Regions from separate parts of the Mus musculus genome. Here all the other regions are linked to region 2. The links are chromatin contacts, called in public HiChIP or PLAC-seq and promoter capture Hi-C maps. All regions are on one chromosome and are shown on one strand. The core of a region is the stretch at or near the end of the contact, and the rest is flanking DNA. Distances in the headings are between cores, read along the strand shown. Region 1 has its middle 38 kb from the start of Ccdc71l. Region 2 holds the start of Hbp1 (high mobility group box transcription factor 1). Region 3 overlaps Bcap29 (B cell receptor associated protein 29). Region 4 has its middle 53 kb from the start of Gm40375. Region 5 has its middle 38 kb from the start of Gm40375. Region 6 holds the start of Pik3cg (phosphatidylinositol-4,5-bisphosphate 3-kinase catalytic subunit gamma).

The links. Promoter capture Hi-C pulls out the DNA fragments that hold promoters and counts their contacts. HiChIP or PLAC-seq counts read pairs in DNA pulled down with a chosen protein or histone mark. Capture Hi-C pulls out chosen DNA fragments and counts their contacts.
Region 1: a contact with region 2 is called in a promoter capture Hi-C map of the C10 cell line, with 4 times the contacts expected there. The contact joins the enhancer-like site here to the promoter of Hbp1 in region 2. A contact is called at or near these places in 4 of 39 promoter capture datasets (the 3T3-L1 cell line, the C10 cell line and liver), 1 of 15 datasets of contacts at CTCF or cohesin (the NIH/3T3 cell line), 1 of 484 Hi-C or Micro-C datasets (uterus), 3 of 115 datasets of contacts at active chromatin or transcription factors (T-cell acute lymphoblastic leukemia, bone marrow-derived macrophages and large pre-B cells) and 1 of 9 other capture datasets (embryonic stem cells).
Region 3: a promoter capture Hi-C map of the C10 cell line shows a contact between it and region 2, with 2.6 times the contacts expected there. The contact joins the enhancer-like site here to the promoter of Hbp1 in region 2. A contact is called at or near these places in 2 of 39 promoter capture datasets (the C10 cell line and HPC-7-derived erythroid cells), 1 of 484 Hi-C or Micro-C datasets (hematopoietic stem and progenitor cells), 5 of 115 datasets of contacts at active chromatin or transcription factors (embryonic basal ganglia, embryonic stem cells, extraembryonic endoderm stem cells and 1 more) and 2 of 9 other capture datasets (adipose tissue and pancreatic islet).
Region 4: a contact with region 2 is called in an HNF4G HiChIP or PLAC-seq map of pancreatic cancer cells. The contact joins the enhancer-like site here to the promoter of Hbp1 in region 2. A contact is called at or near these places in 3 of 39 promoter capture datasets (the 3T3-L1 cell line and hippocampal neurons), 1 of 115 datasets of contacts at active chromatin or transcription factors (pancreatic cancer cells) and 1 of 9 other capture datasets (macrophages).
Region 5: an H3K4me3 HiChIP or PLAC-seq map of bone marrow-derived macrophages shows a contact between it and region 2, with 10 times the contacts expected there. The contact joins the enhancer-like site here to the promoter of Hbp1 in region 2. A contact is called at or near these places in 4 of 39 promoter capture datasets (the 3T3-L1 cell line, 3T3-L1-derived adipocytes and liver), 1 of 15 datasets of contacts at CTCF or cohesin (the NIH/3T3 cell line), 1 of 484 Hi-C or Micro-C datasets (adipose-derived mesenchymal stem cells), 1 of 115 datasets of contacts at active chromatin or transcription factors (bone marrow-derived macrophages) and 1 of 9 other capture datasets (bone marrow-derived macrophages).
Region 6: a contact with region 2 is called in a promoter capture Hi-C map of liver. The contact joins the promoter of Pik3cg here to the promoter of Hbp1 in region 2. A contact is called at or near these places in 14 of 39 promoter capture datasets (3T3-L1-derived adipocytes, the C10 cell line, the HPC-7 cell line and 9 more), 4 of 15 datasets of contacts at CTCF or cohesin (CD8 T cells, the NIH/3T3 cell line, large pre-B cells and 1 more), 14 of 484 Hi-C or Micro-C datasets (the 63-12 cell line, B cells, CD4 T cells and 10 more), 31 of 115 datasets of contacts at active chromatin or transcription factors (the 230-238 cell line, CD8 T cells, DN3 thymocytes and 18 more) and 6 of 9 other capture datasets (adipose tissue, bone marrow-derived macrophages, embryonic stem cells and 3 more).

Annotation. Positions count from the first base shown.
Region 1 is chr12:32,337,842-32,343,024 of GRCm38.p6, forward strand. No RefSeq gene overlaps it. Among named protein-coding and RNA genes, the nearest start is that of Ccdc71l, 38 kb to the right of the region's middle. Within about 2 kb of position 1,815, at least 28 of the 459 cell types and tissues checked have an H3K27ac peak or open chromatin away from gene starts, as enhancers often do. A contact at or near this core is called in uterus, where this site is marked.
Region 2 is chr12:31,948,396-31,953,493 of GRCm38.p6, forward strand. It overlaps Hbp1 (high mobility group box transcription factor 1), which reads right to left and starts at 1,850. Exons shown (of 11, transcript NM_153198.3): 1 at 1,801-1,850. The coding sequence starts at 1,815.
Region 3 is chr12:31,610,585-31,615,494 of GRCm38.p6, forward strand. The region is part of intron 6 of Bcap29 (B cell receptor associated protein 29); the gene reads right to left. Among named protein-coding and RNA genes, the nearest start is that of Bcap29, 22 kb to the right of the region's middle. Within about 2 kb of position 3,562, at least 6 of the 459 cell types and tissues checked have an H3K27ac peak or open chromatin away from gene starts, as enhancers often do.
Region 4 is chr12:32,448,870-32,453,792 of GRCm38.p6, forward strand. No RefSeq gene overlaps it. Among named protein-coding and RNA genes, the nearest start is that of Gm40375, 53 kb to the left of the region's middle. Within about 2 kb of position 2,537, at least 19 of the 459 cell types and tissues checked have an H3K27ac peak or open chromatin away from gene starts, as enhancers often do.
Region 5 is chr12:32,433,617-32,438,241 of GRCm38.p6, forward strand. No RefSeq gene overlaps it. Among named protein-coding and RNA genes, the nearest start is that of Gm40375, 38 kb to the left of the region's middle. Within about 2 kb of position 1,600, at least 57 of the 459 cell types and tissues checked have an H3K27ac peak or open chromatin away from gene starts, as enhancers often do. A contact at or near this core is called in the NIH/3T3 cell line, adipose-derived mesenchymal stem cells and bone marrow-derived macrophages, where this site is marked.
Region 6 is chr12:32,206,833-32,211,801 of GRCm38.p6, forward strand. Pik3cg (phosphatidylinositol-4,5-bisphosphate 3-kinase catalytic subunit gamma) reads right to left here and starts at 1,827. Exons shown (of 11, transcript NM_001146200.2): 1 at 1,686-1,827.

The sequences.
Region 1 (5,183 bases), core at 565-3,064, 390 kb after region 2:
TTAAGCCATGAAAAGGTATCTAAGAATCACAAATGTACAGCCCAAAATAGAAGAAGCCAATCCAGACTGAATACATATGTGATGTTCCAAAGTATACAACATTATGGAAAAGGCAAAGTTATGGAGACTAGAGAGAGATCAAGAAAAGGAGTGGGTTGATAGGCAGACAGAGAAGGTTGTTAGGGCAATGACATCACTGAATGATATTATAATAGTGGATCTACGTCACATGCCTTTTCTAAGAACATACAATGTATACTACTGAGAGGGCTCTGATATACATTTTGGACTTAGGGTGGTGATGAAATGTCACTGTCATAAAGGTGCTGCTCTGAGGCCAGATGTTGAACAGGGGATGGGGGTGGGGCTGTGCAGTACATGTTTGTATACAGTCAATTTGCAGGACAATCCCTGGACTTGCCTCTCCATCTTGTGAACCTAGAACCCATGATTGGTCAAGCAACAGTCTGTTAAAACATGAGAGCATAAGTAACCTAATATTCATGCAGAATTTGGATAATCAGAAAACTATAGCATCTCTTTGAAAAATGTGAGCTCATTCATTCTCTGGTAGATACTACTCAAATGTAATATTCATAAGACCATTCATTGGCCAACATGCATAGTCTCCTTTTCTCTATCTTTCCCTCTTACCACATCTCACCCTTGGCAGTCATAATATACATTTCATAAGACAACCTTAGGCTTACTTACTAATACGCTCTTTGGAAAGACCTAAATATTCTTTCCCTTTCATCATTATAAGAAAATATATGGGTTGTGACTTACTAATTGAACTTCTATTTGAAAGATACCAATGTGGTCTAAATAGCTGATGTTGCAGACATCAAGAAAACTTCCTGACTCCCACTTAGAACTGATGTTGGGATAGCTGTGCTAATAGAGATGTAAAGGGGGTACAGTCAAGTGTCTTCATCTCACACTGGACCAGGCAACCTCCTTCAAGACATCTTGAACCAACACTAGAAGCTAAATATATTGCAGTGAACAAAATAGATATTTTGGTCCTGCTGTGAGAAAAACATTTACACTAATACTCTCTCTCTCTCTCCCTCCCTCCCTCCCTCCCTCCCTCCCTCCCTCCCTCCCTCCCTCCCTTCATCCCTCTCCCTCCCTCCCTCCCTCTCCCTCTCCCTTCCTCCCTCCCTCCTTTCCTCTCTCTCTCTCTCTCTCTCTCTCTCTCTCTCTCTCTCTCTCTCTCTCAGGATGCTAAATAAACACTTAATAACTTGACTCCTGTTTTTCTTGAGAGATCACAGTAAGCCCATCAAAGTCATGTGCCTTCTAGCTGTTAAGTAGGACTGAGTGGTCTGCACATACATTTCCATTTGAGTAGGCAGAATTTGCTCTATTGCTTGCTGAACTGTTTAGCATTCACAGAGGGGCTGAGGCTCTGCCACCAGTGTCATTCTTTTTCAGGATCTCCACACACCACTGCTTACTGGAGTATATTCTTCATTCACAGAAGCAGCGTCTGGCACAGCAGCCATGCAGAACTTCTTGTTTAAGTACACCCAGGGGACACACACTTCAGACATCTTAATAGACCAGATCTTCAGAAAAGAATGAAACACATTTAGAAACAAGGAAACTTGGAAGAGTTTGGCTTAATGAAGCTACTCTATTTTCATTAATCTTTTTAATTCCTACACTGCAGATATAACACTGGTTAAACTTCCAACACTATAAATATTAGACATTATCTCTGATGGGAAGATGACACAGTTGTAAAACCAGAGGAGACTCATTAAAAGCTTATCTGACACATGCCATACCTAAGACAAAAATCTTAGCTTATGTTTTTGGTTTGTTTGTTTTCTTTCACATGCATTTGCTGTGACACGCACAGAAGGTCAGGACAACCTCAGAACCACTCCTTGCCTTCCACCTTGTTTGAAATCATGATCTCTTTTGTTGTTGATCCCAGTGTATACCAGGCCAGCTGGCCAATGAGCGTCCAAGGATAGGATTCTTCTGTTTCTGCCTCCCACTGTGCTGTAATAGCACTGGGAGTTCAGACATGTGCTACCACATCTGGCTTTCACTTAGGTTCTGCAGATTCAAATGCAGATCCTCATGCTTACAGGGCAAACACTTTTTATCTATTGAGCCATCTTTCCTCTCCCCCAAGCTGGTGTTTGGTTTTGGTTTTGGTTTGAAGAGGGAACTGATCTAGCTGATCATAGCCCTTGATGTTTTGCCTGTTTGTGTTGTTCTTAAACTGGGAAGATATTTATAGACATGGATTCTAAATTTGTCACCCACTTTAGTAGCTTTGTGCTTTTAAATTTTCTCTTTATAACTTTAGAAGTTGTGCCTTCAAATCATGCATAAAAGAAAGGAAACATTCTTATGATAAACAGTTTAAAATCTCATGAGAAACCTTATACAACTCTAAATCCTCATCATACCCATCACAAAATGGCTGCTCAAGAGAACAATGTACAGGAGACTGTCCTAGTTTTGTTTCCAGTTGTTGTGACAAAATACTTTGACAAGAGCAACTTGGGCAGGGTTGGGGGTGTAGGGTTTAATTTAGCTCACCCAGCTTGCAGTATATTGCTTCAGGGAAGTCAAAGCAGCAGGAAGAACCTAGAAGAAGCTAACTCCAGTTGAGAGAATGAGCGTTAGCTTGCTTACTAATTCTCAATTCACTGTCTGTCTCTAAGGTAGTTCAGGACACAAACCCAGGGGATGGCACCACTCATAGTGAGCAGGTCTTCTCATTGAAAGGAGAGTTAGATGGTCACAGGACAAAGGGAAAGTGAAAGCAGGTTCCTGAAATGGCAGGTTCTTGTTCCCAGAAAACAATTCAAAGAGAAACTGCAAGAAGGCACCGGAGTTGGGGCACCAGAGTTGGGATGTATCTAAACAAGACAAAAGGATGGACCATCTAGAGACTGCCATATCCAGGGATCCATCCCATAATCAGCCTCCAAACGCTGACACCATTGCATATACTAGCAAGATTTTGCTGAAAGGACCCAGATATAGCTCTCTCTTGTGAGACTATGCCGGGGCCTAGCAAACACAGAAGTGGATGCTCACAGTCAGCTATTGGATGGATCACAGGGCCCCCAATGGAGGAACTAGAGAAAATACCCAAAGGAGCTAAAGGGATCTGCAAACCCTATAGGTGGAATAACATTATGAACTAACCAGTACCCCAGAGCTCTTAACTCTAGCTGCATATGTATCAAAAGAATGCCTAGTCAGCCATCACTGGAAAGAGAGGCCCACTGGATATGCAAACTTTATATGTCCCAGTACAGGGGAACGCCAGGGCCAAAAAGTGGGAGTGGGTGGGTAGGGCAGCGCGGGGGGGGGGAGGGTATGGGTTTTTTGGGATAGCATTGGAAATATAAATGAGGAAAATACCTAATAAAAATATTTTAAAAAACAAGACCAAAAAAGGAAATGGGAGGACCCAGGGAGCCCCCCTAAAATACCCAAGCCTGTGATCTGCTTAGAGGTTATCCAGTCTTAGGTTTCTCCCATCCCAGCTGGAAGGGATAGAGTTATTTTACCCTTCTCAGCAATGTGTCATTCAATTCTTTGTCTGTGCCAGGGAACAAACTTGGCAACCTGCTGGAAGGGCAGCACCCAGTCCCATTTCTAATGAAGGCAGACAGGTGGATAAAATGTGGGGTCCCTGAGATGGCAACTTCTTGTTCCTAAAAGGAACAGGAGAAAACTTCAAGAAGGCATGTAGATGGGGTAGAGGTAGGGCATGGGGTGGGATGTGTGATGGCAGTGACATGAAGTAGGGTTGGGGTAAGGTGGGCACGGGGTACTTTTCCAAAAGGGACTGACAGGGTAAGGAGCAGGTCCTAGAAGCCCCATAAAATACCCAAGCCAGCTTCTGTTTAGCAGACTTTCAGCCTTAAACCTCTTGCATCCCTAAAAATAAGTTGCTCCTTTCTCCACACTTGAGTTTCTGTCTTTCCCTATGATGCAATTCTTTGTTCATGGCAAGGAATGACAACCACCTAGAAAACCACCTGCACCCTGTTACAAACAAACATAAGACAATTCCTCATGTACATACCTAAAGGCTTCAACCTATCCAGAAAATTCCCCACGGAGACTCCCTTTTCAGATGATTCTACATTGTTTCAGGTCAGGAATTAAAATCAGCCATAACAGAGACATTTCAATCCAACAGGCAAGAACTCTATCTTTTGCCTATTTGATACCAAAAACTGAGATACAACAAGAGGAAATTACCCAAAGCACTTGTAGAGGCCTACAACATGGCTGAGGAGTCCCCAGTGGGTTGCCACCATTGAATGCTGCACAATTCAGTCTCTGAATTGTGATGAGTCACAATTCAGTCCCTGAATAATAATTCAGTTCCTGGTGAAACTGTATTCCATGTGTTGTCTGGAGGCCAATTTCATCAGAATCTTTTTATGTTTTTGTCCACACCCGAGGTAACTTGCTCCACCCAAGTAGAATCAAATTATCAGGAAGTATGATACAGAAATGTATGTTTAATGGGTTCCCCAAAGTGTTTCTGATGAACTTTGGAAAAATCAATGCTTCAATAATGAGTGTGTACACCTGGGAGTTAGGTAGTTATTTCAGAGAGAGAGAGAAGGAGATTGTCTTAGAGTTTTCTAATGTAGTGGTTCTCAACCTTCCTTATGTCAACCCTTTAACACAGTTCCTCATACTGTGGTGACCCATAACCATAAAATTATTTTCATTGTTACGTTATAACTGAAAATTTACTGTTATGAATCATAATGTAAATATATGATATGCAGATGGTCTTAGGCAACCCCTGCAAAATATTATATATATTAAATAATACCATATATATGTACACATACATATATATGGTATTAAAAGGGGATTTATTAGAGTGGCTTATAGGCTGTAGTCTGGGTAATTCAACATGGCTGTCTCCTGATAGAAAGACAAAGAATGCAGTAGTTGTTCATCCACAAGATTGGATATCTTAGTAGTCCTAATGTGGTCCTGGCATCTCCATGGGAATTCTTAGAGAGGTCTTTAGTCTACATTCTGAAGACGTAAGTTCTAATATCAGAGAAGGAATGCCTCAGTAACGAATTACATGAACCTGTCAACGAGAGTGAGAGTAGGCAAGCAAAAAGCCAAAAAGCTTCCCATTTTTCTTGTTTTTTCACCTGGGCTGC
Region 2 (5,098 bases), core at 600-3,099:
ATATAAAGTATGACCAGGAGTAAAGTAAATGCAGAACAAAATATGAAAGTACACGGAATTATTACTGACTTTGGGTAGTAACAATTGAAATGATTCAAATTTTCTGAATTATGAGATTTGTTTTCCCCTTCTTGTACACATGTGAAATTTAAAACACAGAAACCATCTGCCGTTGTTTTATTAGCAGTTGGGGAATAACAGGAGAACTTGTAAGAGAGTACTGACATCTTTATTTCCAGCCGATACACAGACCAGATTGTGGTGCACACAAAGAACCTTCAGGCCCAGAGTCTAAAGATAAAATACAATAGTGATAATCTGACGGTATATTAAGAGCGGAACAAACTGCCTTTCAAGTTCACTTGAGAAATGTATGACAAAAAAAAAAAAAAACACTGAGAGGGCATCCTTGTATTTAAGTCAGGGAAGTTAACAAAGGAAGGGCTTTCCCAGGAAGAAAAGATAAATAGGTTTATAAAACTAAACTGGGAGCTATAATAGAAAAAAATTTAAAAAGGTTCTGAAATTTACTAGTCGAGTTGAAGTAATGTTCAAAAGCCTAAGGTATCTCGAAAACTTGTCTTAAGTTTTCTTTTTTCAATGTAACTCCACTTCCCCCAATACTCTTGGTTCGACAAAGCTGGGGTTAAAGGGAGAGGTGAAACACCGGAACCAAAACACAAAATTACGGCTCCAAATCACCGCTGTAACTACTTAAGTATTTATAATTGCTAAAATCATTCTTCGACTGTAACCCATCCTAAACCCCCGCCCCTCTCCCTAGAGAATAAAGCTCCCTTAAGCCCAACTGAGTCCCCCCCAGCAGGTACAAAGTGCCAGGAACCGTGTCCCGCCCAGCTGTCAGTGCCTTCGCCGGCTGAGAAGTCCCAGGGAGTGAACTCCGGAGCGCTCAGCGCCGGGAGCACGCGAAAGCGAGGCTCGGGAAGCCGGCTGCGCCCCAACTCCTTTTTGTTTTGTTTAAATCGGCCTGCAGAGGGAGGAGCCGGGCCTCGCCCGCGGGCCTAGTCGCCGGGTCAGGCCGAGCAGCGCCTCCCGGAGCCGGCCAAGTCCACCCCCACCTCTTTCGCCATTCATCGCTTCCTCCCCTCCCCCCCATCATGTGACCGCAGCCTGGACGCCAGGCTTGTTTTTCCCCCTTAGCGCAGCCCCACCGCGCACCGCGCAGGCGCCTCGGAGCCCATTCATTCGAACTGCGTAACAATGAGCCCCGGGCCCGACGGCTCCGCGAGCTCCCCCGCCCGGCCCGGGCCCCGGAGGCAGCTTCGCCTCCCCGGAGCCCCCGGCCCGCTGGAGCTCGCGGCCGGCGTCCGCCCTCGGCCCCCGCAGCGGGGAGTGGCGAGGCAAACTTTCCGGAGCCCTCCGGAGCGCCAGGCCCCTCCCCTGCCCCGGCCCCTTCCCCGCCGGCCCCCACCGCGAGCGCCACCGAGCCCCGAGCTCCGCCACCCCCACCACCCCGAGTCCTGGGAGCCGCGGCCGTCCAGGCTCGGAGAGCTCCCGGGAGGCCCGGACGGCGGGTTCCGCGCAGGGGATCCAGTGCCCAGAGTCCCAAGGGTCTCCGCTCTCGCGGCCGCTGCCCGGCCCCGAAGCTCCAGCCCCTCCCTTGCCCACCCCCCACCCCTCAGAAACCCCGCGACCACACAGAGTCAGGACGCAGGCCGTCTGTCGCGACAGCGTCGCCAGCTGCTTGCCTGCGCGTTTCCCGACGGCTGCCCACCTCTCTGTGGCGCGCCGCGACTCCCACCGCCGCGTTTACTCCTCAGCCGAAACTTTCCTACTTACCAAACCCGTCGCCATTACCAAGTCTTTCAAGCTTCGTCTTCCCCCTCCCCTGAAGCCCCCGGGGGGCTGAGCCTTCGTCCACCTTTCTCGTCTTTAATTGGTCTGAAGAACTGCCACTCTAAGGTTCCGCCTTTCCATTGGAAAGTGCCGTAGTCCGTCTCGGTGGGCGGGCATGTATTGACTTTTCTCTTGTGTTTACTGGAGAAGGTGGCTTGTCAATCACTACAGAAAGCGCTTTGGATTGGATTGCTGCCGAGACACGGGGGACGGGAGCCAAACTTTGCTATCGAAGTGGATTGTGGGTTAGTAGTCTCAGCCTTGCTCCTTAGCTGAGGAAATTACCGGGGGGGAGGAGCTGACTGAACTACATATCCCAGAGGTACGCGCACAACGCAGTCTTGATAGTAAACAAGAGTCATAGGGACACGTGTATCAGCTCGTTTGTTTTGGTGTCTGAGACAAAAGGGAGGGGGCGGAGGATAGGAGTGTTTTAAAGCCAGGGCCACCTCTCTTCCTTTAGGCCTCCCAGAGGGCCTAGAGCGTCCTTGGTTGGGTATTTCAGCACCCATTCCAGGCCATAAACAGCAGAGTCGCTTGCTGCTCAAAGTTTGGCTGGTGGCCAAGGTATTGTTTTAGTGCGAGGGGAAGAAGATGACTGCACAAGCGGAAGCAGTGCAGGCTAGCCAGGGACTTGATCACTTACAAATCACGGCCCAAGCACGTTGGGGATTACAAAAGTTGATTCAGTACTGCCCTCCCTTAGCAGATGAGCTAGACAGATTTTTTTTTTTTTTTTTTTTTAAACTTAACCAGCCCTTGACTCAATACGCCGCCAACAACAACTGGGGAAGATTTACCAGTGTCCAGTTTGACCAGAATTAGTTGAGACACAGCCAAGTGCCATGTACTGTAGGGTTTAAGAATGAGACAGTATCGGACTCAAGAATTTATACAGCTGTTTAGAGTACTGGACTATTGCTTTGAATTTGAGGCATTCGAAGCGATGTTTCCTTATTGGCCTACATTTTCTTTTAAATTAATACAGAGGAGTGTAGATAGACTGTATTTGTCCGAAGTTAGTTGCTAGGTTACTTGTGTCTTTGGTGAATATTTTTAACTGTCTCTCCCTCCCTAAGCGTTCAGACAGAAAACTGCCTTTCCACTCTGTTTCTACTAGAAGTTCCTCCTGATTTTTCTAAGGGAGTTACCAAAAGTGGGGAATGGCTTTTCTGTGTTAGTTGCTTCCTTTTAAAGGAGGTTGCTCATAGCATCTGGGTGCAGTCAGTCTGTAATTGGCATTTTTACTATTCACATTATAAGCATTACTATAGGCATTATTGAGCTTTTTTTCTTTGAACATGAAGTGTTTAATCATGTAGGGTATGGATTAGGTTTTATTTCTTCCTATTACTAGAAATGTGCTGAAATTGAGAAAGAAAGGAGTACGAATTCTGCTCAAGTCAATTTAGGGAAGAGCTCGAGGTCATCTTTCAAAACTGCCCGCATTTCTAGACCTGAAAGCTACAGAACAAAACCAGTAAACAAAAGATTTACTGGTACATGGTTGAAACAAGGTTTCAAATTCCTTTGAGTTCTGCTTTTGGACTCTTGAAGTGGAAACTATTTCTAAAATAGCCGGCCCAAGTGAGCAGGGATTGATACTCTGCTCACAAATATTCTGTTCACAAGCATTGTTTTCCTCAAAATAATCCAGAGGAAAACCCTCCCAAAATGCCTGACCCCCACCCCCGAGTAAAAAAGTAAGACCCTAGTGTACAACTTTCAGATACTGTAGAGTGATCCCAAAAAGCATGACCGTGCTTCACTCATTTCGTGTTTGTGGTACTTCTGTAGTGGAATTCCAGCAAGACCCATAACTTAAAAACAGAAACACCAATATTAATTTCTTAACTAAACAATAGTAGCCTCTATTCTTGGAGTATGCTTAATATTTTAAAACTAGTGCCTGTGATATTCATATGTTCTCAAAACTAAAAGGTTGTGTTTCCAAAACTGAAAGCTTGAAAGCTTGGGCCACTGACTTACCCGGTCCTCATGAGCATGTATGTAAACTCCAACACCAACTTCCCCTGATACTTAGGAAAAGAGGTGGGGGGGGGGGGGGCTGGGGCTGGGGGGTCCAAACGTAAAAACACTCTCCAGGACTTTCCAGGTTTTACCAAAAGCCGTAGTGGGTTGGATTGTTTTGTTTTGTTTTGTTTTGCTTTTAGCTGTAAATTACCAGGGTGGGAAGAATAAATTTGACTTCAGATAAAGGTATTGCATGTTAATTATGATGTCTTACTAACTGTAGATGTTTCCCATTCATTCATATATTTAATACTATTTATTGACTCCTTCTGAAAATTCAAAGATTTAAAACATTTGTCATAGTTTATCTTATGTCCATGCCATTAAATATAAGTTAGATTAAGATACTTTAATCAGAGATAAATGCACTTATTAGAATCTACCCCCACCCCCAACTTGCAGCAGATATTTAATCCATTGGACTTCCTTGAGGAACTAAGTGAACACCTAGTGCCGTGTGCATATTTAACATGATCATCATTTAATTCTTGGTTAACCAACAAAAGCAGCCAACTCAAAAGCCAGAACAAAGATCAATAACATCTTAGAAAGTCTTATTCTTCAGATATTTTCAGGCTAAGATTAACATTAAAAAAAATTAATGCCTCCTCTTGGTTACTGTGTATATTGTGCACATGTATAAAATCTGTTAACATGTGAAAAAAAATCAAAATACCAACAGTTTGAAATTGTTTTAAACAAATTTTAGTTGGTTAAAGATGGTTAAAAAATAGTTTTAAGATTAGAGAAACACTACTTAGAATTTATTTCATCTATCTAGAAGTAAAATTAAGCAGTACTCCTGGATCTCACCATCTCTACAACAATTGCTACTTTGCCAAACAAAGTAGAAGAGAAAGCCCGTGACATCTACTTGAATATTTATGAACTCACTAGTCTCTTTATCAAAGGGTTCAACAAATACTACAGTTGAGACCAAACCAGAGTTCAAATACTGTCACCAAACTTTCAGATAGCATTTTAGTAGAATATTTAAACTCACACTAATAGCTCCCCAGATTATTTTACTGTTCGAAAGCAAGTTCATTTTATAATTAACTTAGTTCAAAGCATTCATGTAACATGTGGAAATGCCTAGAAGATAATGAGCGTCTTTTTTGGAGCTGAGTCACAGGTGCCTCAAATCTTTGATGATGCAACTAGAAGTTTAGATTTTGTTCAGGTGCCCATAAAGCAAGGCCCATCA
Region 3 (4,910 bases), core at 2,312-4,811, 340 kb before region 2:
ATGTATCATTTAGAGAAGGAAGTAAAAATATTGTTAAGTACTTATATTTGCTACACCTCTCTGGACTATATGATCTTTATTAAATAGTCTGTTTTCTCTTGCTAATGCCCTCTGTATTAACTACAAAAGCTTTTCCTTGGTATAGGTGATTTTATATTTATTTGGGTACAATGAAGAGCTCACAGAAAAGGAAAATATAATTGAGTGGGAATGTAAAAAGGAAATAAACAATAACATATCACCATTATATATTTGTCCTAATAAAGTAATCCTTTTTAAAGACCAGATTGGCCTTGAACACAGAGATCCCTGTCTCTGCCTCCCTACTGCTGGGATTAGAGGCGCATGCCACCACTGCCAGGCTCTAAGAAAGTAATGTTATAGAAAGCAAGACTCGTTGTATAGTCTGATAATAACATCAACCATCCATATACAAGATAATATAGAGATGAGTTAATAAATGAATTACTTGCCTAACTAAAAGGATTGGTCATAGGTTTTAATCACTTTAAAAAGCTATTGTCAACTAGGTCAGTTAGATAACTAAATTTGCAAGGTAAGGGTTAAGGCAGGGGATCAGGAATTACAGAGCAGCTTTAGTTACATGAGAGCCTGCCTCAAAAAACAAAAAAACAAAACATAAAACAAAAACAAAAGCCACAAAACTACCATAAGAAGAAAAAGAAAAAGGAATAGTTTAATTCATGGCTCATGTCCACAATAATTTTACTATTAGAAGTATCCAGAATTAGACTTTGAGAATTTAATTTTAGAAAGATAAATGATTTATCTGCAGGAACTGGAAAACCTATAATTTAAGTTTGCATATAAAACTTATATGATCCTTAAGACTCAGGCAGGAATATAGACGTCTGGCTATACAGAATAGAAGTGTCCTATGAGTCTGCATTTGGTTTTGATTTTCAGTTTCTATTGAAAAGCATTTAGCAGTTTCAGTCTCTGATTCCTACATTAGTATACTTAACTACTGGTAAAAAAAAAAAAAGAAATTAAAAAAATATATATTTTGAGGTTATAAAGGCAGTCTATGAAAGGGAATTTTAGGGTTTTTTTCAAGGTATGGCAAAGTAATAGACATTCACCTAGGAAGATATTGAACCAACAGTATTTTAAAAAGGGCACACAAGTCTACTGTCCCCTGGCCCCATACTGAAGTCTCTATTGCACGCTGCCAGCACTTAGGTACACGTACCTTCTTTACACTCAGGCTCTGTCCTAGCTAGACACGCTTTATCTAGAAAAGTCATTAAACATTTGCTTTTCCCTTAAGAGGTATATATTTTCCTTTTTGAATCAGGGTCATGCTATATAACCCGGGTGCCTCTAACTCATAATTCTTTTGCTCTTAGCCACTAAAGTGCTGGGTTTTCAGGTGAGTGCCAACATGCCTGGCAACAGGTATATTTTTTAAGAAAAGTGTTAATTATTCTTCATGTTAGATGATTTACAAAGAATGTTTTGAAGAATTCTTAAAATTTGGTGATTAATTTTTATTTGTTCATAATAAATGTACTGCTTCTATAATTTCTGGGGTTTTTTTTTTGTTGTTGTTGTTTTGTTTTGTTTTTTTAGACAGGGTTTCTCTGTGTAGCACTGGCTGTCCTAAACTCTCACTCTGTAGACCAGGCTGGCCTTGAACTCAGAAATCTGCCTGCCTCTGTCTCCCAAGTGCTAGGATTAAAGGCGTGTGCCACCACTGCCTAGCACTGTAATCTAATTTCTAATAAAAAATTTTGGTGATAAAAAAAATTAAAAAGGAAAGGGAAAGGAGTAGGAAAAAGGATCAGGGACTGTGCCTCAATTCTTGTTTGTCTCTGAGACAGTCTCTAATTGCCCAGGCCGAATGTGATTGTGAGTTGTAGTGAAGCATGGCTTTGAACTTCTGATCCTGCTGTCTCCACCCCTGTAATCCTAGTATTATAGGTTTCCATGCTTTCTCCCAGGTTCCTTTTTAAGGAGGCATGAATTGCTGGATAACCTTTGCTCTAAGGTTGGCAGCCCTAATGATTTCTTTTTAAGTAAAGCAAGTTACAAGTGTAATCCTGTATTTTTGTTTTGGTTTTTGAGACAGGATTTCTCTGTATAACAAACAGCTTGGCTGGTCTGAAACTAGCTTTGTAGATCAGGCTAGTCATGAACTCACAGAGATCCACCTGCCTCTGCCTCTCTGGTGCTGAGATTAGGGTGCACCATGCCTGTGACAGTCCTGTTCTTAAAGGCATGAGGTACAGGTACTGTCATGTCTAGTTAGGTCCCATGTAGCTTTACCATGGCCTAAATGCATTCAATATTTGAGTTCTAGATATTTCCTCTAGCTATAAGAAGAAACACTGAGGAAGATATAGTTGTAGGAACAACAACTACTAATTATTCTGAAGGGTCTTTAAGTTAATCTTTTGAACAGTAGGTTTTCTACACACAGGTTTATTTCTATTATGAGCTTTACAAATTCTTTACATCTTAGGATCTCATTTTTCATAACAAAGCCCTTTCCCAATTACTCAACACACTGGGATAGCAGACTTATTGTTAAATGGACTATTAAAGTGAAAGACTAGATCCTTGCACCTGACTAGGTTGTCTTGAGTACAAATTAGGTGCTCTGGGATATGTGTGCTCTCTTCTGATCTCAGAGATAATATTAATGTACTGAAACACAGAAATAGCTTACTAACTGGTCAAAATCTGAGCCAGGGATTTAAAATTGGAATATTTACTAGTATAATGTTCTTTTAAAAATATTTATTCTATGTGTGTGCAGGAGTTTATGTATATACGCTATGTGCAAGCAGAAGCCCCAGGAGGTTAGAAAAGAGCACTGGATTCCTTGGAACTGAGTGACACACAATTGTAAACCGCCATGGGGGTGCTGGCAAACAAACGCTGCTTCTCTGGAAGAGCAACAAGTGCTCTTAACCACTTAGCCATCTCTCTAGTCCAGAAACAAGTGCTCTTAACTGCTGAGTCATTTTTCCAGCCCCTGGGAGAGTGTAAGAATAAAGTAAAGAATACTACTTTTCTGTTTTGGCGCTAAAATTGGCTTAAGTAAGCCTTTATATTTAGTACTTTATTTTCTCTAAATAACTTTGGAGAAAATATTTAAGATGGATCATAGAAGCACAAGAGAAAATTCCTTTGGGAAACAGCCTATAACATACCAGGATGACTAAAAGATCATTCTGAAAAGTTCTTAAGCAATGTCATCTTAATATCCCCAATTTTGGAAATATTTAAATGAGTATTTGATGCAGCTGTGTGTTGGGCACTGTACTGTTAATCATATAAAACTTTATCAGCTGATACAGTTTCTTAGTCTTGTCTGTATGAATTTGTCTGGTATAAGTCCAGAAAACAGCCAAAGAAACATCTCTGGAAACAGAGCTTTTGAGCGTCTCAAGGTCACTAAGGAAGGTACCTAAAACAGTACTCCATGTTAATGAAATGTGTTCAGAAAATATTACACACCTTGCAGGAACCAGACAAGACTCACTCAAACAGGACAAGGCTGCTTTGACTTCAACCCTGACTCCCATTGAAAGGAGTCAGAGAGTCTACATTTCAACACAGGACCGATAGCTTCTTATCAGATTATAAACGCAATGCCAATATTATTAAAGAGTTCATTTTCTCCAAACACCCACATTTTCTGTTAAATAAATACTGAAGCAATATTGAGTTTGGTTTTAATCAGGATTAAGAAGCTAAAGTTTAAAGTATCTCAGAATTACAAGTTGTTTTTTAAATTTTAGTGTGCATCTGACTCCCTCTGTGGCTTTGACCTGACTGAATATCCTAAACACCTCAGCCTCCCTCAAGCCTCAGCTTTGTAAAGTGTAAATCATAAATTTTGAGTGCTAAAGAAAGAGGAAACTAAATTGCTTGGAGAGGAACATCACCTATTATCATATTTGGAAAACATTACAGTTTATTCATTCATTCATTCAGTTATTCTTAGTGTTTGTTGTGTGAGAGAGAGTGTGACAATGCGTGCAAGCACAGACATGGAGGTAAGAGGACAAGCTGAGGGAGCTGGCTCCTGCTTTTTATCTCGTGGATCTTAGGGCTCCATCTCAGATAGTGAGTGGTGGCAGTGAATACTTTTACTGCTGAGCAACCTTGCTAGAGCTTCTTGTCTTTTTACATTTATTTATGCTGTGTACTTATGGAAGCCAGAGGTCAACACTGGGTGCACTGAACCTGGTTGCTTACTGATCACACAAAGACTTAGGCCAGCAAGCCCCAAAGATCCTTCTATTTTTGCTTCCCCAGAGCTCTAACTATAGTTGACTGTCACCATGCTGGCTTTAACACGGCTGCTAGGGCTTGAACTCAGGCCTTCTTTTGTTTGCTTGTTTTCAAGACAGATCTCACTGTCACTATGTAGCTCTATCTATCCTGGAACTATGTAAACTAGGCAGTCCTTAAACTCATAGAAATCTGCCTGGCTCTGCCTCCCAAGGGCTGGGATTAAAGGTGTATGTCACTATGCCCAGCTTCAGGTCCTCCTTGCTTGACAAGCACTTTATTGACTGAAATAATAATAATAATAATAATAATAATAATAATAATAACAACAACAACAGTTATTATTAATATTACTACAGTTTTATGCTGGCAAGGCTGGTCTGAAACCCAGTCTGTAGGTAAGACCCCTTTCACATCAATGTCGTGAACCATCATGCCTAGTTTATGAAGTGTTAGGGAATAAATACAGAGTTTTGTGTGTGCGAGACAAACATTGAATGAACTGAGCTAAACTCCTGGCTTTGTTTTGGTTTGTTTTGGTTTTAATGTTATATTATCTACTCACAAAATAAGAGATCCCTGTCAGATATAAAAAAGATTTTGTAACATTATTTTTACTAATTAAATGTACTTTTGAAATACTT
Region 4 (4,923 bases), core at 1,287-3,786, 500 kb after region 2:
ATTTTAACTCAGAATTCCTCCTGTCTAAAGGAAATACAGGTACAAGGAGTGGAACAGAGACTGAATGAAAGGCCATCCAAAGACTGCCCCATCTGAGGATCCATCCCACATGCAGACTCCAAACCCAGACACTATTGTTGATGCCAAGAAGTACTTGCTGACAGGAGCCTGATACAGCTGTCTCCCAAGAGGCTTTGCCAGATCATGACCAATACAGATGCGGATGCACAAGGACCTCAATGGTGGAGTTAGGGGAAGGACTGAAGGAGCTGAAGAGGCTTTATCTGACATTAATGGGAGGGTAGACCCTTGGTCCTATGAAGGTTTGATGCCCCAGTGTAGAGGAATGTTATGGTGGAGAGGCAGGAGTGGGTGGGGGGAGCACTGTCATTGAAGCAGGGTAAGGGGGGATAGGATAGGGGGTTTGCAGAAGGGAAACCGGGAAAGGGGATAGCATTTGAAATATAAACAAATAAAATGTCCAATTAAATAAAAGAAGAAGGATGAGGATGAAAATTACTGTTATTCTCAAACACTTCCAGGAATATTTCAGGAAATTTTTATTGAATATGAAGTAAGATCTCCTTCTGAAAGAGAGAAGGGTAATGAGGACACATGTCCATCAAGGAAGTCAAGCCCTACATACACCAAGGGACCAAAGGCCAAAGTGGCAATATTACCTCCAGTTCCTCTTCCTTTTCACATACTTCTCCTCCCACTTATATTCATATTCCATTGAGAGGTTCCTTGGCCACCATAATGACACTTTCATTTATCCCATTTAAACAGCTTTAAAGTTTATTGCACTTCTTGGCATTTGCTTTGGGAAATAATTAATCCCATGAGACTAAGTTAAAGAGAAATTGAAACTAACCTCTCAGAGCTAATTCATGATATGGGAAATTGTTAATAAGGGATGAGACCCGCCGGACGGTGGTGGTGCACGCCTTTAATCCCAGCACTTGGGAGGCAGAGACAGGTGGATTTCGGATTTCCAGGACAGCCAGGGCTATACAGAGAAAGCCTGTCTCATAAAAACCAAAAAGGAAAAAAAAGGGGGGGGGGGGTGAGACCAGAACCACATCTAGGTCACCTTGGCATGGAGAGGTGTGGTCCTCCTAGCATGTACTAGATAGAAACAGATACAGGTAAGGGACAAGTGGCTTGCTGCCTTACTTGAAGGTGGCTAAACAAAGCTAAGATAGCTCTTATTATTATGAAACCAAAGCACCCCCAAATACCTAGATGTGTATTTAACTTTCCAGCAAAATAGCCAAGATAATTAGTGGCAGATTGCTAAAGAATGCTTTTCCTATTTTACCTGCCTACATCAATCTGGGAAAAAAATCAGTCAACTTCACTGGCCTAGAGATGAGATTATCCAAGCACCTATCTGCCCACTATTTAGTCTACTCATCCATCATTCTACAAACATGCAGTGACCGTGGTATACTGGGAGCTGAAGGAGTTGGAAAGGTGAGTGCAACACTGCACTGAAATCACATGAATTTCAACCTTAGGATCCCTTCTGTAGTTTTCCCTCAGTAGATGATGAATCTACCAGTTTTCCCATAGCTACACTATAAGGGAGATCGGACATAGAAACATTTAGATTCATAACTACTCCATCACACATTATGTGATGATGAGTTAAGTTAGTTAAAGTTTCTGGGCCACGGTTTCCCTATTTGTGATAAATGAATCCAATAATGGGAAGTTGCTATAAGGAATAAAGAAATGTATGCAATTCTTGAATATGGTTTTCGTTTATCTTCGGTTTTTTGCTTGTTTTGATTTGCTCTGCTTTGCTCTTTTTAGAGTCTCACCTTTCTCAGGCTGACCTCAATCTTGCTAACTAGAAGAGAATAACCTTCAACTTCTGATCTTCCTACTTGCACTTTCTAAATGTTCATATCACAGGCATGTGTCACCAGGCCCAGCTTTCTCTTAATTCTTATAGGATGCTCTTTCCCTTGAACAGAAATGTGGCATTCCTCTCTAAAACAGTCCATGTGGTGTTTAGAGCATTAAAGCCCATAAAGAAAGGGATTGAACTGTGCTCCAACCATATATTCATGATGGCCTCTTGCTTTTCCTAGTAGCTGTTTTTCAGAATTCTTTTTTCTTTTTTCTCCAGATTTCTTGAATTATATTTTTTGTATTACATAGTTCAATCATGTTTTCTTCTCCCCCAACTCTTCCCAGATCCTCCCTATATATTCTAAATATTCTACTCTCTATCCTTCTCTCCACTCCCTCTCTCTCTCTCTCTCACACACACACATACACACACACACACACACACACACACTTGTTTTGATTTTTATTTTTTCTGGACTCTTAAAAATTCATATCTGAAGAGGTTTCTGAGCTCTCCTCTGCCTTTGCCTAGAGCCTTGGAGATCTTGGAGGTCTCTCTCTCTCTCTCTCTCTCTCTCTCTCTCTCTCTCTCTCTCTCTCAGTGAGCAATCTGTCTCCTTGGCTACTTGTGGCTTAGTACACTAAGAGTGACAGAAGAACCATTATTGCTCTTACTCACGCTTAAACATCTGCTCACCCAGCCTGCAAGCTGGGTGACACATGCCAGGCAGCCAAACATCTCCCAAATATGTGGGTCAAAGTCTATTGTTTATTGTTTGAGTCAGACACATGTTATTTATAAGCACATTTGAATTTGATTTTAGGGTTTAAAATAAATCCTGTAGTCTCTCTAACTGAAACTTGAAAGTGAGAAAGTACTTACTTCTGAATAATAGTCTTTATTATTCCTTACCTTTAATATGGATAATTTTTATGAAAAACAAAACAAGCATTGATGAATGTTATCTAAAAATGTCAGAAGAGAGCATTAGAATGGAGGATCGAGCACTTTCCTGGAGGTTATACTAGGAAAGTCAGAGTGAAGCTCTTGCTTATCCATCCTTCCTGGCTCTGTGTTTGTGGGCAGATAATATCTCAGAGATTATTATTGTTGTTGTTAGTACATCACTGGTGGTAGTACTATCTGAAACATAGTGGAGTAGTCCTACTCTGAAGCATGAAGTATACAACCAACATAGCAAATAACCTGGTACACTCTACACAGTGTTTACCATATAATCAGGTTTTCTTTTCCAAACAGATTTTTCACTATTTCTGTTTGTCACTGTCTCTAAAGGTGAGGACTTTTGTAGGCTAAAATATCATCTATTTGACATATGAACTATCTAAAAATGCAATACTTTCTGTTTCCCTTTGAGATAACTAATACATTTAATATACGAATAAGTACTACCTTCAAGTAACAGATTAAATGATTTATGATTTAATGATAGGGACTAAACTGGAATCCATAGCACAAGATCACACACAGAAGATATACTAGAACTTTCTAGGCTCTGCCCACTGTCATTCTATTTTTAGTACAGTAGTGCCTAATAGACATCTGCTAGATATCAAGTGTGCTAGACAGAAGTAACTGGGAGCAGTGGGACCCGGGCACCCAGGAACTCCACCTGACCAGTGGCATGGGCTCCATCTAGTCTGGTTAAAGCACACATCACACCCCACAGAATAATACTGGGAGACTTCAACACCCCACTCTCAGCAATGGACAGAGCATGGAAACAGAAACTAAACAGAGAACACTGAAACTAACAGAAATTATAAACCAAATGGATCTAACAGATATTTATAGAACATTTCATCCTAAAGCACAAGAATATAACTTCTTCTCAGCACCTCACAGTACCTTCTCCAAAACTGATCATATAATCAGTCACAAAACAGGCTCCAACAGATACAAGAAGATTGAAACAATCCCATGCACCATATCAGATCACCATGGACTAAGGCTGGTCTTAAATATCAACAAAAACAATGAAAGCACACATACACATAGAAGCTAAACAATGCTCTACTCAATGATAACTTGGTCAAGGAAGAAATAAAGAAAGAAATTAAAGGCTTTTTAGAATGTAATGAAAATGAAGACACATTATACCAAAACTTATGGGGCACAATGAAAGCAGTGGTAAGAGGGAAACTCATAGCTCTAAGTGCCTCCAAAAAGAAACTGAAGAGAGATTACACTAGCAGCTTGTTGGCACACCTGAATGCTCTAGAACAAAAAGAAACAAATACACTCAAGAGGAGTAGATGACAGGAAATAATCAAACTCAGGGTTGAAATCAACCAAAAAGAAACAAAAAGAACTACACAAAGAATCAACAAAACCAGGAGTTGGCTCTTTGAGAAAATCAACAAAATAGATAAACTTTTAGCCAGACTAACCAGAGACAGTATCCAAATTAATAAAATCAGAAATTAAAAGGGAGACATAACTACTAAATATATCTTAAAATAATTATTCTGCTTTGTTGAATATTAACTGTTGAAAATATTAAAATCATGTTCTACAAAAGAAAAAGTGCTGCTCTCCTTAGGGACACCGTGAACCAAGCATACCTGTTCCAAATTTTCACCCTTCTTGAAGGCCTAAAAAAATACACCCATGCTATTATAAATACTGCTAAGTGTCATGAGATAAAAGACCCAGAGACTCTAAGGCTTTGTCATGTCACACATTTCATGTTTGGTCCATGCTACAGGGGAGATCAGAGATTTGTTTTAAACAGAATTATTGGACGGATATTAATATCTTTAGATGATATTCCAACTGCTATATAAAGAGTAAATTGATGTTAGGTTTGTGTAATAGAATGGTAGTCCTGAAGGCTGGGAAGCTTAAGGTTAGATATACTGGCATCTGTTGTGGGTCTTCTTGCTCACAACCTGATGATGGGCATCACTTGGGGAGACAAAACAACCACTGGCTTGTGCCCCTTTCCATCTCTTTATATAGCTACTAATGACATCATAAATGTCCCACTATCATTACCTCATATAATCCTAACTACTCTACAATGTCCTACATCCAAATAC
Region 5 (4,625 bases), core at 350-2,849, 480 kb after region 2:
CCTTGATCTCCTCCAGCTGCTCTAGATAAGACTTCAAGTACTCTACTGAATAGGTATATAGAGAGATGGACAGCCTTGTCTGGCTCCTGACTTTAGTGGGATTTCTTTGACTTTCTCTCCGTTTAAGTTGATATTTACTACGGGCTTACTGTAAACTGAGTATCAAATGATATACACGCTAGAGATGGAAATAGCATTCAAATGGATGTTACTTTCATAATAGGTTTTAAAATGGTCACTATTATTATCAGCTCATACTTGGGAGTCCAAGTAGATCAGTTATAGGACACAAAAGGCATTCCTCAGCCCCAAAGAGACCCTTTCACTTATATTCCCCACTCTGTCTCTGTCTCTGTCTCTGTCTCTGTCTCTGTCTCTGTCTCTCTCTCTCTCTCTCTCTCTCTCTCTCTCTCTCTGTGTGTGTGTGTGTGTGTGTGTGTGTGACTGTGTGTCTTTTGGTGAAGAATCGCAATCTGACAGTAATAGAGGAAGCAACTCTCCCCCAGGATGAACAACAGATTTCTTTATTAGAAAAAAATAAGAGACAAGTGAAAATGAGACTTCTCTATTTCCACAGATAAAGATTTTGGCTCTGGCATTTTTACAGCATTGAAAGTGTCACACTACCCACTTGTGGGCTCCAGAATATAAAAGCTGACCTGTTGGGACCCTGCCCTCCTTGTCAGAGCTGCTTGTCTTTATTCAAACCTTCAGGGTAGATGTTTCCCAAACCCCAAATTTGAAACCACTGGCAGTCATTTCTTCAATTTCTGTTTACTAACTAGACCTCTGAAGCCTTTTATGTTCAAATCTTTATCCCAAGATGGAAGACACAGTTTCTGGCCTACTGGCAGCCCACAAAGAGACTGTCTTTCACCTTCATTTTACAGTCACTTCCTCCCAATGGAAATGTTCCTTCCCTCCTGAAAGAAGGATAATCATGAAAGTCAGGAGGAAAGAAACTTCACAAGTCTAGGAAAGTTGAAATATGATCTATATTCCTCTCCTGCCAACTTAAAGACATCATAAATATTTGTGGGGGAGGGGTGGGGACAGGGGACACTCTGATCAGCTGAACTGGTAAGCAGAGATTCTTGGCCTAGTTGAGTTGCTGGTAAATAATGTACATTGCTCCAGGGCTGAAGGGTTGGTGAGTCATCACTCTGTTAGGGTGGGCTTTTGGGTGATGCAATTACTTTTGAGTCATCCCTGTTCCTTTAAGTAACCCTTCACCCACACTCCTATCAGCAACCTCAATAAAACACACACACACACACACACACACACACACACACACACACACTCCTCACTGGTTCACCAAGTTGTATTTTGATAGAGTACTTACTTTGGTCTATTGTAGGTTCCCTAAACCAGGTGAGTAGGTGTGTGTGTGTGTGTGTGTGTGTGTGTGTGTGTGTGTGTGTGTATAAGTGTGGTGACTCCCCAGTAAAAGTCCCACACAATCACCCTTACCCCCAGATTAAAATGTAGTCTTGGGCTCATGGCTGGCCTTGAGCACTTTTCTGTCCTATTGGCTCTGTTATGGTGACTATTAGCTGACTCAAGAGTTCAACACTATTCATTGGTTTCAGGAAACTTCTGAACAAAAGGTTTGGAATATCTGCCAAGTTGTCATAGAATCCTGATGACACAGCAGAAGCAGTGAGTCAGCCCTGAAGAAGATGCTCCTTCCCTGGCTCAGGCCTCTTTTCCAGCAGTACAGGGTCAGCTTGGGACATGCTACCCGACTTCCTTGCCTGTCTTGTTAGGAGTTGAGCAACAAATCCCCAGTGCCTTTGAGCAGGAAGTCTCAAACTAAGTTGTCAATCTGTAGCTAAATGATTGGGATCACATCTTGGTGAATGTAGAACCCAAAACAAACACAGCCAAGAAATAAAAGAGCTGAGATTTATTATCTATTGGAGGTAAGAAGAGCAAAGGAGGTATTTATAAGACAATGACCACCTTGAACAAAGGAAGCCTGAGAGAAGCCTATACATAGTAGATAAAAAAGCAAGTAAATAAAAAAGCACTGTCCTACAAAGTGAGTTCCAGGACAGACAGGGCTATATAGAGAAACACTGTCTCGAAAAAAAAAAAAAGAAAAAAAAAGAAAAAAAAAGCACTTCTGAGGTGGGCACATTCCTGAACATGCTCAGTTAAGAATACATTCCCGAGCATGCTCAGTTAAGAATTGCATCCATGGAAGGAGTTACAGAGACCAAGTGTGAAGCAGAGACTGAAGGAATAACCATCCAGAGACTGCCCCACCTGGGGATCCATCCCATAAACAATCACCAAAACCAGACACTATTGGGGATGCCAACAAGAGTTTCCTGATATAGCTGTCTTCTGAGAGGCTTTGCCAGAGCCTGACAAATACAGAAATGGATGCTCACAGCCATCCATTGGACTGAGCACAGGGTCCCCAATGAAGGAGCTAGAGAAAGTACCCAAGGAGCTGAAGGAGTTTGCAGCCCCATAGGAGGAACAACAATATGAATTAACCAGTATCTCCAGAGCTCCCTGGGACTAAACCACCAACCAATGAAAACACATGGTGGGACTCACGACTCTAGCTGCATATGTAGCAGAGAATGGCCTAGTTGGTCATCAATGGGAGGAGAGGCTCTTGGTCCTGTGAAGGTTCTATGCCCCAGTATAGGGGACTGCCAGGGCCAGGAAGCAGGAGTGGGTGGACTGGTGATCAGGGGGAGGGGGGGAAGGCATAGGGAGCTTTTCGGGAGGGGGGGAAACCAGGAAAGGGGATAACATTTGAAATGTAAATAAAGATAATATCCAATAAAAAATAAAAATAAAGAATTGCATCCTTAAGCATGCTTAGTTTAAGTTCATAGTTCTAAAAGGAAAGGTGGTGGACACAGTTTTGAAGATATAGTTGAAGATTATGTAGAGGTTAAAACAGTAGGCAAGAATATATCTGGACCTCCCTTTGGGCTTATCTCATATCATAAAATTGGTGTATAGGGAACACTTCTGGATATCTTCAGTGTTTTCCAAATATTTTAGCTGAGATCAAGTAGAGGAGATTTGTCCCCAGAGATGCCCACCCTCCTTAGTGGTTAAAGCTTCTTGAAGCTGTCACCATCATTAGGAGTCACATGATTCTGCTACATCATTTAGTCAACTTCTCTTCCCATTCCCCAAACCTGACAACTAATGTGTCTTAGAACTTTTTGTTGTTTTGGAGAAGGGATAGAGAACTGCTATGTAGCTAGAGAACCTGGGACTGGGACTGGGCCTGGCGTAGTAGACCAGGCTTTCCTTGAACTTGTAGTCTCCTTTCTCTGTCTCCCAAGGGCCAGGAGTACAGCTGTGTGCCCACGTGTACGGTGGTTTACATCTTTTAAAAGAACCATCTGTGGGATTAGGGGGCTATAAATTGTTAGCAAAGATTTACAATAGCAATAATGTTAGCAAAGAGTTGGTCAAAAGAAATAATCTGTTTACAGCTGTCTGTTTGCTTTCAAACTAGAATGGCAGAGCTTCGTGGCAGAGGCACAGGCTGTGTGGTACTTTCATCACTCTGTACTGTGGCTTGGCATCATTCAAGATGCTGCTAGAATTCACCAGTATGTCAAATGATATATGGTTATAGCCCTCCTGCCTCCCTATTCTTCTTCGCCCTTTCTCTCCCTTCCATTCTTCACTCCCAACTCTCTGATGTTCTCCCTACTCCTCCTTTTATTTATTTTATGTTATGTTATTTTATTGGTTACTTATTAATGAAGTCAGTAAGTCCTATTAAGGCACCAAGGAAAGACAATAAAAAAGGAGAAATGTACGTTTAATATCACATTTTCAGGTACAAGAGAGTATAAACAGTTTCATGATTGTTACTGGTAGTAACACTGTGTAAACACCCATAGTATGTTATCAACGTAACTAGACTAAATAACTATGCCAAAATTTCCTGCTCATGGGAAAGCAGTGATTAGGAAATTTTAAAACAGATTTCTCTTTATGGTCAAATTTCTTCACAAAAATAAAGTCTGCAACCAAAAAAATTTGAGAGTAGCTCCTTCACTAGCCAGGCAAGGAAAGCTGTGTAACAATAGTAAGTTGACTCAGCTGCATTGTCTGCAGCAGCTACAGAGCTGTCAGAAGAAAACAAGCTTAACGAGGCTTCTCCTGAGGAGGACAGTTGCTGTGCATCGAGGACACTAAGCAAGGCATTAATAATAGTAATTAAGAGAAAAGACAAGTGACTTAGAGTGACTGTCATCTCTTGACTAGCTCATAGCCTCTACTGAAATTGTCCAGTTTGTATCTATTTGGGGACTTGGAGCTAGTTTGGAAGTTATTAGAGAGTAGACATTTATAAATAGCCTGTGTGGAGCCACTTAAAGGTGAGAATATTTTCAAAGAAATTGAAAAAAAAAACTACAATGAATTTAGTACAACTCAAGGAGGAATATGCTATGTCAGACTCAGTGGCAATAGACATACCCGAGTTAGTGAAAACCTGTGGTGGGTGAATTCATAAATCTGGAAATAAGTTAAGATGTTTAGAGCCCGTGCTTTTTTTATGGTGTTATCAGCAGATACTCTACCATGTGCTATTGATTCAATATTACAGTACTGAAATGCTTAATGCTTAACTT
Region 6 (4,969 bases), core at 577-3,076, 260 kb after region 2:
TCTAGCACAGTGTCTGTCATTTACTGGCTCAAAATGGCAACTGTTTGTAAGTACCCTGAAACTCACAGATGCATAAGACAGTACAGTGGAGGGCAAAGGCTGAGTCCCTAAGGTGCGGTGTGAGACCCTGAACATCACTTTGAGAACAAGCCAATGCCGATGCATTTCCTCTGTTCAGTCTCACACTTCTCTAACCTAGACACCCAATCTTGCTTCATCTTCTCTATTTTCAAACTGTCTGAACCCAGTCTCCCTAGTCAACTTCCTGTCTTCTTTCTTTTCATTTTTTCTTTCTATATAAGAAAGCTAGTCATTCCATTCATAAAACTCAAGTGTAGTAAAACTGGTGAAGATTGTAATCAAAGCCGTGTCCCCACACATACCATTTTGGTCATGGAATGCAGAGCATTCCAGCTATCACTGCTATATTAGGGCAGGGGGAGGTGCTAACATACATGGACTTTACCAATATGAACTTTTAGGTAATTTTAACTGAGCCAGTTGGTTTGGCCTGCCTCTGCTTTAGAGGGGACACAGTAGAAGACGTGATTCCTGCCCTCCCATGACCCGAAACAATAATTCAGTTTCCTTATGTCCTAATATTTTCATCTCCATAGCAGGAATTTACAAATTTGTTCCCATCATATTACCTATATTTAGGTATTTGCCCTCTACAAGGTATTTAAGCATAACTATGAACCCATCAACTAATGACTGAAATGCTCAGAGTTCCAAAACTAAAAAATAATCCATAAAAATGATTCATAAAAATTTTGATTTTAATATTTAACATTGCTACATTGGTACTACATTATATTCTAAACCACATTCAAATATTGAAACAAAATATTTCAGAAAATATCATTTACTCTCTAATTGATGTTAATGAGATCCATAATTAGTTTTTCCTGAAGAACAGTGGAGTGTTAATTATATACCCCAAAGGAGATCTTGATTAAAAGCTATAAAAGACAAGTTACATTGGATCTCAACTTATGTACAATTCTTGGGTTAAACTATTTTAAAAGTCAATTCTCCCTCCTTTTAAAATATAATGAAGCTATACTTAGTAAATAAATGAAACCAACTGTCCCAAACAACTGTTGCTTGGTAGCTTAAAGCATTCACTTTGGTCTTTTGGTATAGTATAGAATAACCAACAAAGAAAAGAACCATAAACTATTTTGATACTGACATGAACTTAAAATAAAACATGTCCAAATTTAAGCATACAAATATAACTCAGTTATCTGCCTCAGTGACAGCAGGAACTCACGCTATATAGCACGATACAAGGTACAGAAGAGAAAAGGCTGACCAAATACTCACTGGGTTTCCTCATGGCTGGGACTAAGTAGCTTTGTCCTCTTACAAAAACACTGTCTGGACAGAATTCCCAAGCAAGCACTTGGTCGACTCTGGAGCCTGTCCGTCACGGGCTCTGTGGCCGCCCCTTTCCGCACAAACAAAAACAGAAAGAACTAGTGCACCTGCAAGCCCTTGCTGGACGGAACTTTGTGGATGTACACAGTCTAAGCGCGCCGAGACAAGGAAACTCAGACGCTCGGGGGTTGGCTCAGCTTGAACCGGCAATGGATCCAGACAAAAAGATTCTAGCTGAGAAGGAAGGTGTTACTGTTCCAAGTCATACCAAGCAAAGAGCAAACAACAGAAAGCAGTCGTACCTGAGGCAGCCCTGGAGGTGATGCGGAGGAGGATCATTTGTTTACTTTAGGAAAAAAAAAAAAAAAACGAATCTAGACCTACCCGGGGCACCTCGTCTCTTCCTCTTTTCTGGGGCTCCCTTCATATCCAGATGCAGAGGAAGTGTTGCAGTTACCAGGAAGGAAGTTTTAACCAAGTTGATTATACATGTGATTGCTCATTTTAAAAGTGTCAGAAATGCATTTCCTGCTGAAGCACACACAGAGCAGAGCGGAACAGAGAACGGTGTTTGCCTTACTATTTCTCTCACTCTTTGAATTAACTCTTCAAAGATTGTGAGAGACTCAGACAAACCAAAAATATACCCAAGGCATAAACAAATGAAGCGTGTGTGTAGCTAGCAATAAGTAGAAGAAAGGGCTGCGTAGCCACAGTATTGGATTGCTTGTAGTGAAATCTATTTCCCTTTGAGAATTCGAATAAGCCCTAGTGTGTGTGTGTGTGTGTGTGTGTGTGTGTGTGTGTTGTAACTGTGGACTGTTGGGCTCAGTCTGGATGCTTGCAAGAGCAAAGCCTGGGAACTCACTTCCTTACATTGGTGAGACCTCCCCCTGCCTCCCTTCTAGACCATTCAAGTCTCAAAATATCACAAACTGAAAGTCCTGCAGCATGCAATGTGTGTGCCTGTTGCTGATATGCTGAGTGTGTGTGTGTGTGTGTGTGTGTGTGTGTGTGAAAATGAATTAGTCAGACAAAACAGGAGGACATTGCTCTCCTGGCGACATTAGGGAGCTAGAAACTGCCTGCTCCAGGCAGGTAATCACTGAGAGATGGCTTCCAGTTTCCACAGGCTTGGAGAACAGGGAGGAGGCAGGCTCTGAATTCTTCTTAAAGCAGTCCTATATTTTCCAAGTAACCTCAATTCCTTCTACAACCCTAAGCATAGCCAGTCGTCCCCTGTTCCAGGGGTCTCTATACCAGGGCTTATTCTCCCCCACTAGGCTGTCAAGGATTCCAGCTGGAACAGCAAGAAGGATAGAGGAGCCTCACACAGCCCTCCGAAGCACAGCCTCATGAGTTTCTTTGAGCTTCGTGGATATTGAGATAGAGTCTCTGACCTGTTCTATTTCCTCTCACACAGTCCTTGTGATGGTTCGTACAGATTGTAAACGTGACAGGATCTGGAATCTAAGAGACAAATCTCTGTGCATCCCTATAAGCCTGTCTCTAGACTGGCTTAGGTGAAGTATATAAAGGTCCACTCTAAACATGGGAGCTGCAGTTCTGGATGGGAGAAAGCCAGAGAACGGCAGGCCCTGTTCATCTGCTTCCTGATGGCAGATGCAATGTTAGCAGCTGCTCTATGATCCTGCCGGCATGACTTTCCTGCCACGATGCACTGTACCCTCAAATTGGGAACCAAAATAACTCCCGTTCTGCCTTAAATTGCTTCTGTTGGATGCTTTGTCACAGCAACAAGGAAAACAGTACATAAAAGATAAAGTCCTTTGGGTCTTAGCTTTAAAATAGTGGTTTAAGAGTCAATAGCAGTGGTCAAGTCTTGATTCAAAGGCTGCTGAATTTCAGATATGTAAAGGGGGTATTTCAGCTTTCCAAAGCATATTTCTATGTAAGCATACTTCCTTGAGAGGTTGGTATCTTTACAAGTCTCAGGGTAGCTTGAATTGTTTAGGGGGGAAGACTTACCAAGTTATGCTTCACTCAGTGTGTGTGTGTGTGTGTGTGTGTGTGTTTGGGGGGGCCCTGACAGCAGGTGAAGTGAGTAGGGCTCTTCAGAGGGGACGCTGACCTGAGGGGACTGTGAGCTGACTAATTCTCAGCTTTCCAGCTTTACACACACATGCATATGCACGCTTTCAGAAATGCTAGACTCAGGCTCTTGGGTCCTTTTTCTTTTGAAAGGACTATTCAGCTAAGTTCACTCATGTGAAAAAAATGTCAATTCTCTGACTAAACTTTCAAATACTTTAGGCTTACCGGTGGTTTGAGATTAAACGTCCTATGATCGTCTTCAATTGCTCATACAGCCACTAAAATTTACTATTTGTAGTGAATATTGTTAGGCAGAAGTAATGAGACATGCCTGGTGCCTCTTTTCTCTGTGTGTACTTCTCCATATGGAACCTCATTTTCCTAATAAGGAAATTTTATCCCCAGAAATTTGGGGTCAGCCGATCTCCAGGCTACGTCACTTATGGTAGTGATAGCGTGCTGCTGTTTTGTCCATTCTGAGAGTCTCATGCATCTAGCACTATATTCTCAATGGAATAATCAGGTTACATTTAGAATATAGCTATCGTAGGAATGACAAGATGGAATCAATTCAAAGCAGAAGACAGAGTAGGCAGTGCTCATGGAGAAACAGATTAAGAAATTAGTTGTTCCATCTGAGGGATGCTCTTTGCATTTGGTCCTCCGAGATTATCCACAGTATTGTTGGCAAGCAGAGCACCATGCATAGGCATTTTCTGTTTCATCATGAAGCAGAAAAGGGTCTGTGCAATGTCACTACTACAGTAGTCCAACCATCATGGCACCATAGAGGCACAGACTTTTCTGTTATATATGTTTACTCTTGTTCATTTGGGGGACCTAATATATGCCAATTCATCTGCCTTAGCTTTCTAATCTGCTCAAAATGTCACAACCGCCCCCCATTTTAGAAAGTTGTTAGAAATCGTTTATTTTCAACTGAACAAAACTACTAGCTATATTATATACGTATGCAATATCTTACACATTTTGAGTGTGCTAACGGCCATGTGATGCTTGGAGTCATTGTGGAGAGAGAGAAAGAAAACATCATGGCATCTTGTGTTTTGTTTTCAGTGAGAAACAGTTTTTCCAGCAGCCTCCTTTGTTCCCTCATAGCTCTGGTGAGAGTTTTGGCAAGTGCACATCCTACGGCAGCCAATCAATGGGAAGAGTGGAGAATTATTCAAATGGTTTGAGTTCATCAGGAGCCGTCCCCTGGGTGACCAGCTGTCCAAATCATTAGAATATATGACAATGACTGCTGGAGAAGCAGACTATAATCCTGGCATGTGGGTTGAGGGGAGCCACTTCAAATCCCAACAACAGCAGCAGCAACGAAAAAAATCTCAGAGGAGAACAGTTATTATCAACCAAACCCCAGAGATCTGCAGTAGCCAAGGTGTGCCTCCGAACATCAGACACACTTAACTCTCCATTGTTATTAGCAGAAACTGACTATGGGGTAGACTGTTCTTTGTTTCCTTGTTCAGCTCACTTTTCCTATGACAGCTTAAAGAGCACCTCAGAA